2 separate regions of the Zea mays genome follow, and region 2 is linked to region 1. Evidence: chromatin contacts called from public Hi-C data. All regions are on one chromosome and are shown on one strand. Each heading gives the region's core, a stretch centred on a gene start, on an enhancer-like site or on the middle of the called end of the contact. The rest is flanking DNA. Distances are from core to core; before and after follow the strand shown.

Region 1 (4,058 bases), core at 474-2,973:
ATATATGCCATGACATTCGACCAAGAGAAGCTCTACCTTAACGCAGTAGAAGCAGTTCCCACATGGCATTATGAACGCGCCGACGACGTGGCTTCCTACTGGGAACCTGAAACGACGACGTACGTTCAGAAGAAGGGGACCGTGAAGACGGCAGTATGATATCTGACGAACTGAACTGAACTAGCAGCCCCTGCCCCCTGGTAGTGCTAGTGCATGGCCGGCCAACAGCAAATCTGTCGCCTTCACCTCGGGCGGTAGATATAGCATACCTGCTGATGATCTCCGCGGGGGTGTGCGTGCCATGGTCGACGACCTCGCCGGTGATCTCGTGGCCCACGACGCAGGGGCTGGAGAAAGGGAGCTCGCCTTTCAGGACGTGGAGGTCGGAGTGGCACACCCCGCAGGCTGCACACCAAGTCGGCGAACAACACCTTGTCAGACGAGGGTGCTGGGAGGAGTCATCAGATCAGTCCGTCGAAACGAATCCCCCCCAGGGAATCCAGTCTGCCACTCCCGCACTCGAATGGAGAAGCATCGGGAAAGGCGGGACCTTTGGTCTTGATGAGGAGCTCGCCGGCCTTGGGTCGCGGCATGTGGAACTCCTCCAGCGTGAGCGGGCGCCCGGGCTCCCAGAACACGGCGCCGCGCATGTAGCTGGGCCCGCCCGCGACGTGGTACCCTACGGCGGCGGAGTCGGGGCCGGCCGCGGCGTCGGAGAAGGAGCGGCGGCGGAGAGCCCCCCCGATCCGGCGGAGGAGGGCGCGCGACGAGGACATGGCCATGGCCCTGGACCAACTGAACTCGGCAGCAGGCAGCAGGTGCAGTGCAGTGCAGTCAACCGAAGCAAAGCTTCCGTGCAGACTCTCAGAAGCAACTGCCCCCGGCACACTTACTTATTTTAACACCCAGCGTCGTTTGGATTTGGATGGGCTCCTTGACTGATATGGTGAAGTGGTGATCATACCTAGCTCCATAGCAGCCTTTGACATGGATAAGGATTACCGCAGCCGACCATCCAATCCAATTCTGCTGCACTGCACATGAATAATAACCCCTTGATAAAAAAAAAGATTACCTAGACTTCACATGCATCGGACTCGGTCCGGTGGCTGCTAATCCGAACAAATCACCAACCACTCCTCCAAATGCAGACACCGAAGACTGCCGGCAGCGGCTGCTGCATCAGAATCTTGATACCAGCCATGTGCAGCAGAACACTCCAATCCATCAAACGCTGTGATATTTTGCTTACAACCAAATCACCAGTTCTTTAAATCCGGACTAGTTCTGTAGAAATTAGTATAGATATTTATATCTGCAAGGTGTGATCTTCTGTTTATAACCAAATCAGTTCTTTTAATCCGGACTAGTTCTGTAGAAATTAGTATCAATATATTTATATCAGCAAGTTGAAGGAGATAATCTTCTTTTTTTTTCCTTGCGTGGGGACTACCGACTACGCGGCGTGCATGGGCCGCCGATTTCTGCCCAGAACTATCGAGCGCTGCAGCATTCCGGCCCACTCCGAGCTCCAACCGAGGCCGAAGCCGAACGGCTCGCGTCAGCCTCGTGAAGCAATGGAAAAGAGACAGAAAAAAGTAAGGCCCATCACCAGATCCAGTGACGGCGAACGCCAGCCAAATCGCGAACTGCGAATCGCGATGGCGACGAGCCGACGAGGGATTGTTTTTTTTTCTTTCTGCAACTTGCACTTCTCAAAGGCAAGCCGAAGCTGCCCTTGCCCACTCTTCTTCTCCTCTCCCCCCTCTTTCTACTAAAAAAATACTCCTCCCCACACTAAACTAGTGCCAAATTGCTTCCGCATTCCCTCCCTGCATTCCCCTCCTCCGAGTATCCGACCCATCGGCGGTCCTCTCCCTCGTGGCGACGGCCGCTCCACCGCCGCTGCCGAGTGGGTCTTGGCCGGCGACGACCGCCCACCGGATACAGCAGCAGGGTATGTGTGCCCGCCGCCCCACCCCTTCCCCTCTCCTCGCTCCCTTCCATGCCTTGCGGGACTGTAACCGGACACCCCTAAACCCTAGCTGGATCCGATCTAGCCAGCAGCCTGTATGTATACTCCGCGTATTGTGTACTAGCATATATATTTGTATGTATGCCTACTGGTAACTTTGCCTTTTTTATTTTATTTAAATTTTTTTTTGCAACAATTACGAGTGTACTTACATACATGCCGCTTTACTGCGCCTGCGCGCGGATTAGCCGCGCCGATCGTCGCTCGTGCGCGGGGGTTCCTCGACGTAGCTAGCTCGCCGTATGTTTTTTCGACCGTTGCTCGCCTACTTGTTTGCCCACTTAAAAGCCACTGTAGGTTCTTTGTTCATGGCCACACCAGTCCTGCTGGCACTGAACCTGACATGCACTGGGGCTATTGTGCCACACATTTATTGAGTTATTGTTCTTGGTTGGCACTAAGGCGCCACGCCGCCACCGCCCGCCCACGCATTAATTAATCTTGCAACCGTAAGAGCATGTCAAACAGGAACGAGTTATGAATCCTTAAGATAACTTCTTTGATATTGTTATGAATCAATACGACACAAAGTAGATCAAACACAGAAAATACACAGATTTAACGTGGAAAACCCCTCCAAGGCGAATGGGAAAAAACCACAGCGCCGGCCAGCAACAATCTCACTATTTTCGGGTGGTTACAGATCGTAGGAGATTTACAATGAGATAACTACGCCCCGGCCCAAGCCTTCCGGCGACGGGCCTCCGCTTTGCTCGACAACTTGGCCGCCTTCTTCAAAATTTGGATCACAAACTCAACATATAGGATAGCACCACCTTTCCGAATCCAATCCTGACCGATGTTTCTTCGTTGCACATCATTTGTCGCTGTCAATAAATCTGGGTGGTTGTTTCCCCACTTGTGTAGTAGTGTGTAGCATACTACCTGAAACTACTGTTAATTTCTCATGTAGTATGTGTTGAAGAATGGTTTGGAGCTAACAATACAGACACCAACTTTTGGTAATGATCGGAACCGACTGGAGTGTAGCAATGAATCTCTAATTGCTTGCAATATAACCAGATACCTCATTCACATGGATTTTTTTTCATGTTACAGACTAGTAGCCAAGAACAAAGAGGCTAGCTAGCGGTGATAAAGTTTTCATAGGTACAACAATAAAACTGAAATTTGTGGTATGCAAATAATACAGTTATCTTTCTTCATATGTATTGCACTTAGAGCAACCAATCATAGTGATTAAACATGGCCAATTTAACCCAATTCTCAAGCACTCAAATTGTGCTATTTCACAAAACTACCTGATCATCAAACTGTCTGCTTGTTTGTTTTAACATATCCTTTTACACTCCATTCAGGTGTATGTTTGGGAGCCTTATTTGGATCCTGGTATCTTCTATCAGTCATATATCTACTGTTGCTGATATTGTATCTCTGTTTCATTATCTGACAGCTTTATGCTGGAAACTTCTGCAGAAAAACACACAACAATAATGGGGCACGACCATATGTCTCGTATAAAGGTATCTTAAATCTGTTCTTTGAGTAACATGTATAGGTATATGATCAATCACATCGTCCTAATTTTTTGTGTTCTTTTCTTTGAATTCAGATGCATATGGCAGAAGGTTCTTTTGGTGGTATGTCTGCCCCATGCCTCAATGTTTCCATAGCTTGTGATCTCGCAAGGACGCATCTCTATTTTGGAATTTTAAGAAGACATGCTGTTACATATTTTATGTTCCACTGAGCTGGTGAATTCAGATGATGCTGATTTTCTGACACATTCCATGTGCTACTGTTGGTTGATAGATATCTTTTATCATGAATTCTGGAGCTAATATATGTTATGTTGGTGTAACCAATTACTTTTACTTTGTTGTGTTTTGCTATCAGTTTTTTTCCTTTGTTTGGTGTTTTGTTTCATATTTATATCAATTGTATTGTGTTTGATACATTTCTAATATACTAATTTCCTGTAAAACAGACAGGAACCGGTGCCAGCAACCTGGGTGCAATGAGGTTGTCGATGGAAGGGTAGTGTACTGCAAAACTCACAGCG
Region 2 (4,058 bases), core at 957-3,456, 220 kb after region 1:
CCACCCAACAAAAAAAAACTGGAAGGAATAAAAAGGCACAAATATCACGTTCACTACTACTCAGCAGTTTGCACAAAACAAATGCAAAGGGGGGTTCCACTTCCACTAAGTGCACCACACAGGGCCGATCGCACGCATCGTCCACAATATCAACATCATCTTACATGGTTAAAAGGTTCTCTCTCAAAACACTCGCAGTCTCACAAACCAGCTACATGAAGGCTTGGGATGGAGCTCAAGACTGGATTGGCTTGATCTTGAAGTGAAGGTTGATGAGCGAGAACACGAAACACTTCAGATCCTGCATTAAGTGTGGACGTCAGGAGTGCATCTCATTTACAGTGCCATGTCCTGTGCACGACAGAAGTACGAGTTTTTTTCCACCTTACGATGTAGGGGAAGCCAAACATCAACATGATTCACTAAGCTAGCCCAACATAGGGTTAAGAACATGTTCGCATAATCACATTTATATGATTGTGGGATATTATTCAGATTATGTTGATGAAGAGCATGTATATGACACATATAGTATTGTTCCTAAAAAAACATGACAGTATAGATACAACAGTTTCTGAACCATTGAGTATGACATGTACAAAAAACCTAGAAAAGCAAGATCCTTTTAGAAAGAAAAAATGACACATTTTACTGCTAAACCCCAGAAGGAAGCTTTAAAAGGGAAATGCTAATGTGTCTTCACAAGTTCACATAACAAAGATCTTTTTTGTCAGATTTAATGAGCACAAAACAATGGGTTGTATGGAATTAAATGTTGACAAGAAACAGTTTGCCTAAGAGAGGTGACTCTTTTCTTGTTGAGCATTTATATTGTACAGTAATTTTCAGTTTCATATAAAATCAATTATCCTAGAACAGCTAAGGAACATCTTTCTCCTCCAAAGAAACTTGTTCATCTAAAATTATTAAACTTGATATTCCTCTGGTGCCCACAGGTATAAAATAATGATGCCTACTATCATCAACTAGCCTCAGCAGCTAATCAATTCAATTTAACCATTATTTCTCTGCTGCGCATAAGTTCAGCATAAGAACTGATCAGCACAAAAAAAAAAAAGATGATGGAACCATCAGAAGGATCCCAAGTCTGGTGAATATGAACCAATGTCTGGCTAAGGTACAATCTAACATCAAGGTCACAAACAATAGTTCTGAAAGCTACCGGTAGTATAAACTGCACAACGGAACGAACAAGCATATTCTCAGTTGCTTGTCCTCCTTTGTCACAAGTCAGAAGCCAATTTTTGTTCCTTGTTGTCCTGAATTTGAGAATCCAGGTGTCCCCACAAGTCACAAGCACACAAGCAAGGTATTTAGTGCTAGCGTCAAGTTATCAGACACGGAAAAAATATCTATCATACTGATCATGTGCTTGTTATTAATACATTGTCAGGTAGAGCTTAGAACCATGAAAATTCTGGAGGGCCACAGGAAACAAACAATATCTGTATTTGTCATGGTTGAGGGGGAACCTGGACAAGGTAGTAGAAGATCCGGAGGCCCTCCGGGTCCTTGCTGGACTGGACATCGACGAGGGAGCCGATCTTGGAAGTGGTGAATGAAATGTGCTCGTTGCCCATGACGATCTCGAGCTCCTGGCGGCCGATGCGGTCGGGCTCGGGCCAGTTGCTGTCGTCCTCCTTCATGATCTGCGACCGGGGTAGGGGGGTCAACCGACAAACCAATCAAACAGACAAAATGAAACCGGCTCTTCAGCGGCAAAACCTAGCTAGGTTTTCGGTAGAGACCGAGAACACAGTGAAGAAAAGAAAATGGGAGCGCGCATACGTCGGACTCCTGGATGATCCTCCTGGCCTCGCGGAGGACGGAGGGCGAGACGAAGACCTCCTTGCGGATCATGGTGTCGTTCTTGTAGTTGGAGTTGTTGGCGTAGCGGAGCTTGCCGTCGGGGCGGAACTCGAACTCGAGGAACTCGTGCCCGAACTTGCCCTTGTGTCCCACGTAGTAGCGCAGGTAGAACTCGCCCTCGCCCTCGCCAGCGCCGCTGTTCTCGCCGCCGGCCGCCGCCATAGATTTCCTTTTTTTTTCTCCCCTTTGCTGCCCTTCTCGGCGATTGGAACGGAACTGGATTTGGGGTTCTGGAGTGGACGGTGAGGGTGGGCACCGCAAACGTGCTCGCCTCCTCTTCCAGTCTTCCTCCTATCGTGACTCGTGTAGAGTAATCTGCAAATATCCATCAATCTGGGCCGTACGTCTCTTGACCTAACGGAGGAGACAGTTTGCGAATATACCCAAAGTTGGGATTGCGACTATTATCCCAGTCCAAGACTTTGCAATTTGCCCCCTGGTTCATCCTGGAGCTGAAGGAAATCCAGGCTCTCTCTCTCGTCTCTGAATGTCACTTGAGTTTCTTTTATCAGGTGCCACAAAGTTGATACTCAAAAAGATTTCAAATAGCCCTACTCTACTGCAAGCTTTTAGACTTGTCGATTGATGCTAAGGTTTTCCATCTGATTTTATTTTAATAGAGAAATGGCAAGCAGCATAGATTCAACATGAACAAAAAAGGAAAACGATGGAAAATAACACGTTCAAAACGATTGAGATCCCTGATCTGCCTCTTCACATAACAAATCAATACGAATCCGTTGCCAGGCCACAGTGCACAAACTCGCAACAATTTCATTTTGCAGCAGCAAAAGACTGAACCTACAGCTGCGCAGTTTGAGAGACTCTGGGCCGCTTGGAAGCCGCCATCAGCTGGACAAGCGATGGCAGGGGGCGCGGCACCGGCACGTTCATCGACCTGTACAGCCTCCTCAGGCTCGCGTTGAGGCCCTTCGATGATCCGACAACGGTTGAAGAATCGCTCGCCCTTTCAGAGTACTGATGATCAGTGCTCCTCCCAGTTCCTGGTGTAGCGGTGGTGCCATCCTCTAGAACATGCGCAGCTGAGACCATCCCTTCAGTCGCTTCCGTACCTTCGTCAGTAGTCATCTTATGCCTGCAAACTCCCGCCGTCAAACGAGCACGAGCATTCAGGTTTTGTTCTTGCGCCCCCAGTTCAGCCGCTGTGTTCCCTCTGTCATGTTCAGTCTCTACACCTTTCTTTCCACCTTCAGTTAGATCAACTACTTCTACTCCGTCATCAGATTTGATGTCGTTCAGCAGCTCAGATTCATCACAGATCGGATTGTGCTCCCTTGTTGCAGCTTCAGTTAACCCAACCACTTGAATAGGCTTACTATGTCTACAAAACTCAAGCTCAGTTGCAGAATCCTTGGCTTCAAGCTCATCGTCACCAATGATCTCGGCACTCTCATACTCATAGTTCCACAGTTCAGGTTCGTGTTGTGGTAATCCGAACCTTGCGCTTCCGAAAAGCGTGACAGGTGGCTCGACTCTGACCTCGAAATCAACCACTGCTGCTTCTGCACCCTCCTCCGGTGCTTGGCTGATATCATCAGAGGGAGCACAAGCGCTGAACACTTCCTCGCGCTTCTCGACGGCTTCTACTGTCAGCAGCACTGCCTGGGCCGAGCTGGTAACGGTAGACATTCCATCAGATATCCCGAGCAACTTCCAGATGGGATCGTCAGGTCCGAACCGGGACAGGGAGCAGTGCTTCCTCACATAGCTGAGGTCCACCGCCATGCACGGCGGCGTGGTGGAGACGACCCATTTGGGCTTGAGGATCCCCAGCGCCTGCTCCAACTCCTCCCGGGAGGAGTGCATCGACAAGCAGACGTGCCAGACCCCGAACTCGTCGCGCATCGCCTCCGTCAGCACCGGTTTCTGCTGCTGCTGCGTCGACGCCTCCTCCGGTGGCGGTGGGTCGTAGTACGCGTACCACTGCGAGGAGGGCCTGATGATGAGGGGCTCCGGCTGGCGCGCGGCGCGCGCCTGCGCGAGGATCTCCGTGGCCCGCTCCGACAGCCGCGGGAACGGCAGGACGTGGAAGCGGGTGGAGGGCGCGGCGTCGTCGGCGGCGAGGATCTCCGGCGCGACGTGCGCCAGCCTCTGGTGGCAATCGGAGTTCTTCTCCCTGTCGACGTAGATCTTGGACCCGAACGCCT

The links. A called contact is a pair of places that touch in the nucleus more often than the background predicts.
Region 2: a contact with region 1 is called in a Hi-C map of ear, with 8 times the contacts expected there. The contact joins the promoter of LOC100280575 here to the promoter of LOC100276868 in region 1. A contact is called at or near these places in 18 of 25 Hi-C or Micro-C datasets (bundle sheath, ear, endosperm and 5 more) and 2 of 3 datasets of contacts at active chromatin or transcription factors (leaf and seedling).

The regions. Positions count from the first base shown.
Region 1 is chr4:41,638,649-41,642,706 of Zm-B73-REFERENCE-NAM-5.0, forward strand. LOC100276868 (loricrin-related) reads left to right here and starts at 1,724. Exons shown (of 6, transcript NM_001150572.1): 1 at 1,724-1,957; 2 at 3,095-3,145; 3 at 3,355-3,385; 4 at 3,473-3,519; 5 at 3,609-3,636; 6 at 3,984-4,058. The coding sequence starts at 3,490. It overlaps LOC100274499 (GroES-like zinc-binding alcohol dehydrogenase family protein), which reads right to left and starts at 855. Exons shown (of 8, transcript NM_001148857.1): 1 at 551-855; 2 at 270-405; 3 at 37-106. The coding sequence starts at 782.
Region 2 is chr4:41,854,520-41,858,577 of Zm-B73-REFERENCE-NAM-5.0, forward strand. LOC100280575 reads right to left here and starts at 2,207. Exons shown (of 3, transcript NM_001153494.1): 1 at 1,810-2,207; 2 at 1,494-1,670; 3 at 31-301. The coding sequence starts at 2,052. The coding sequence ends at 236.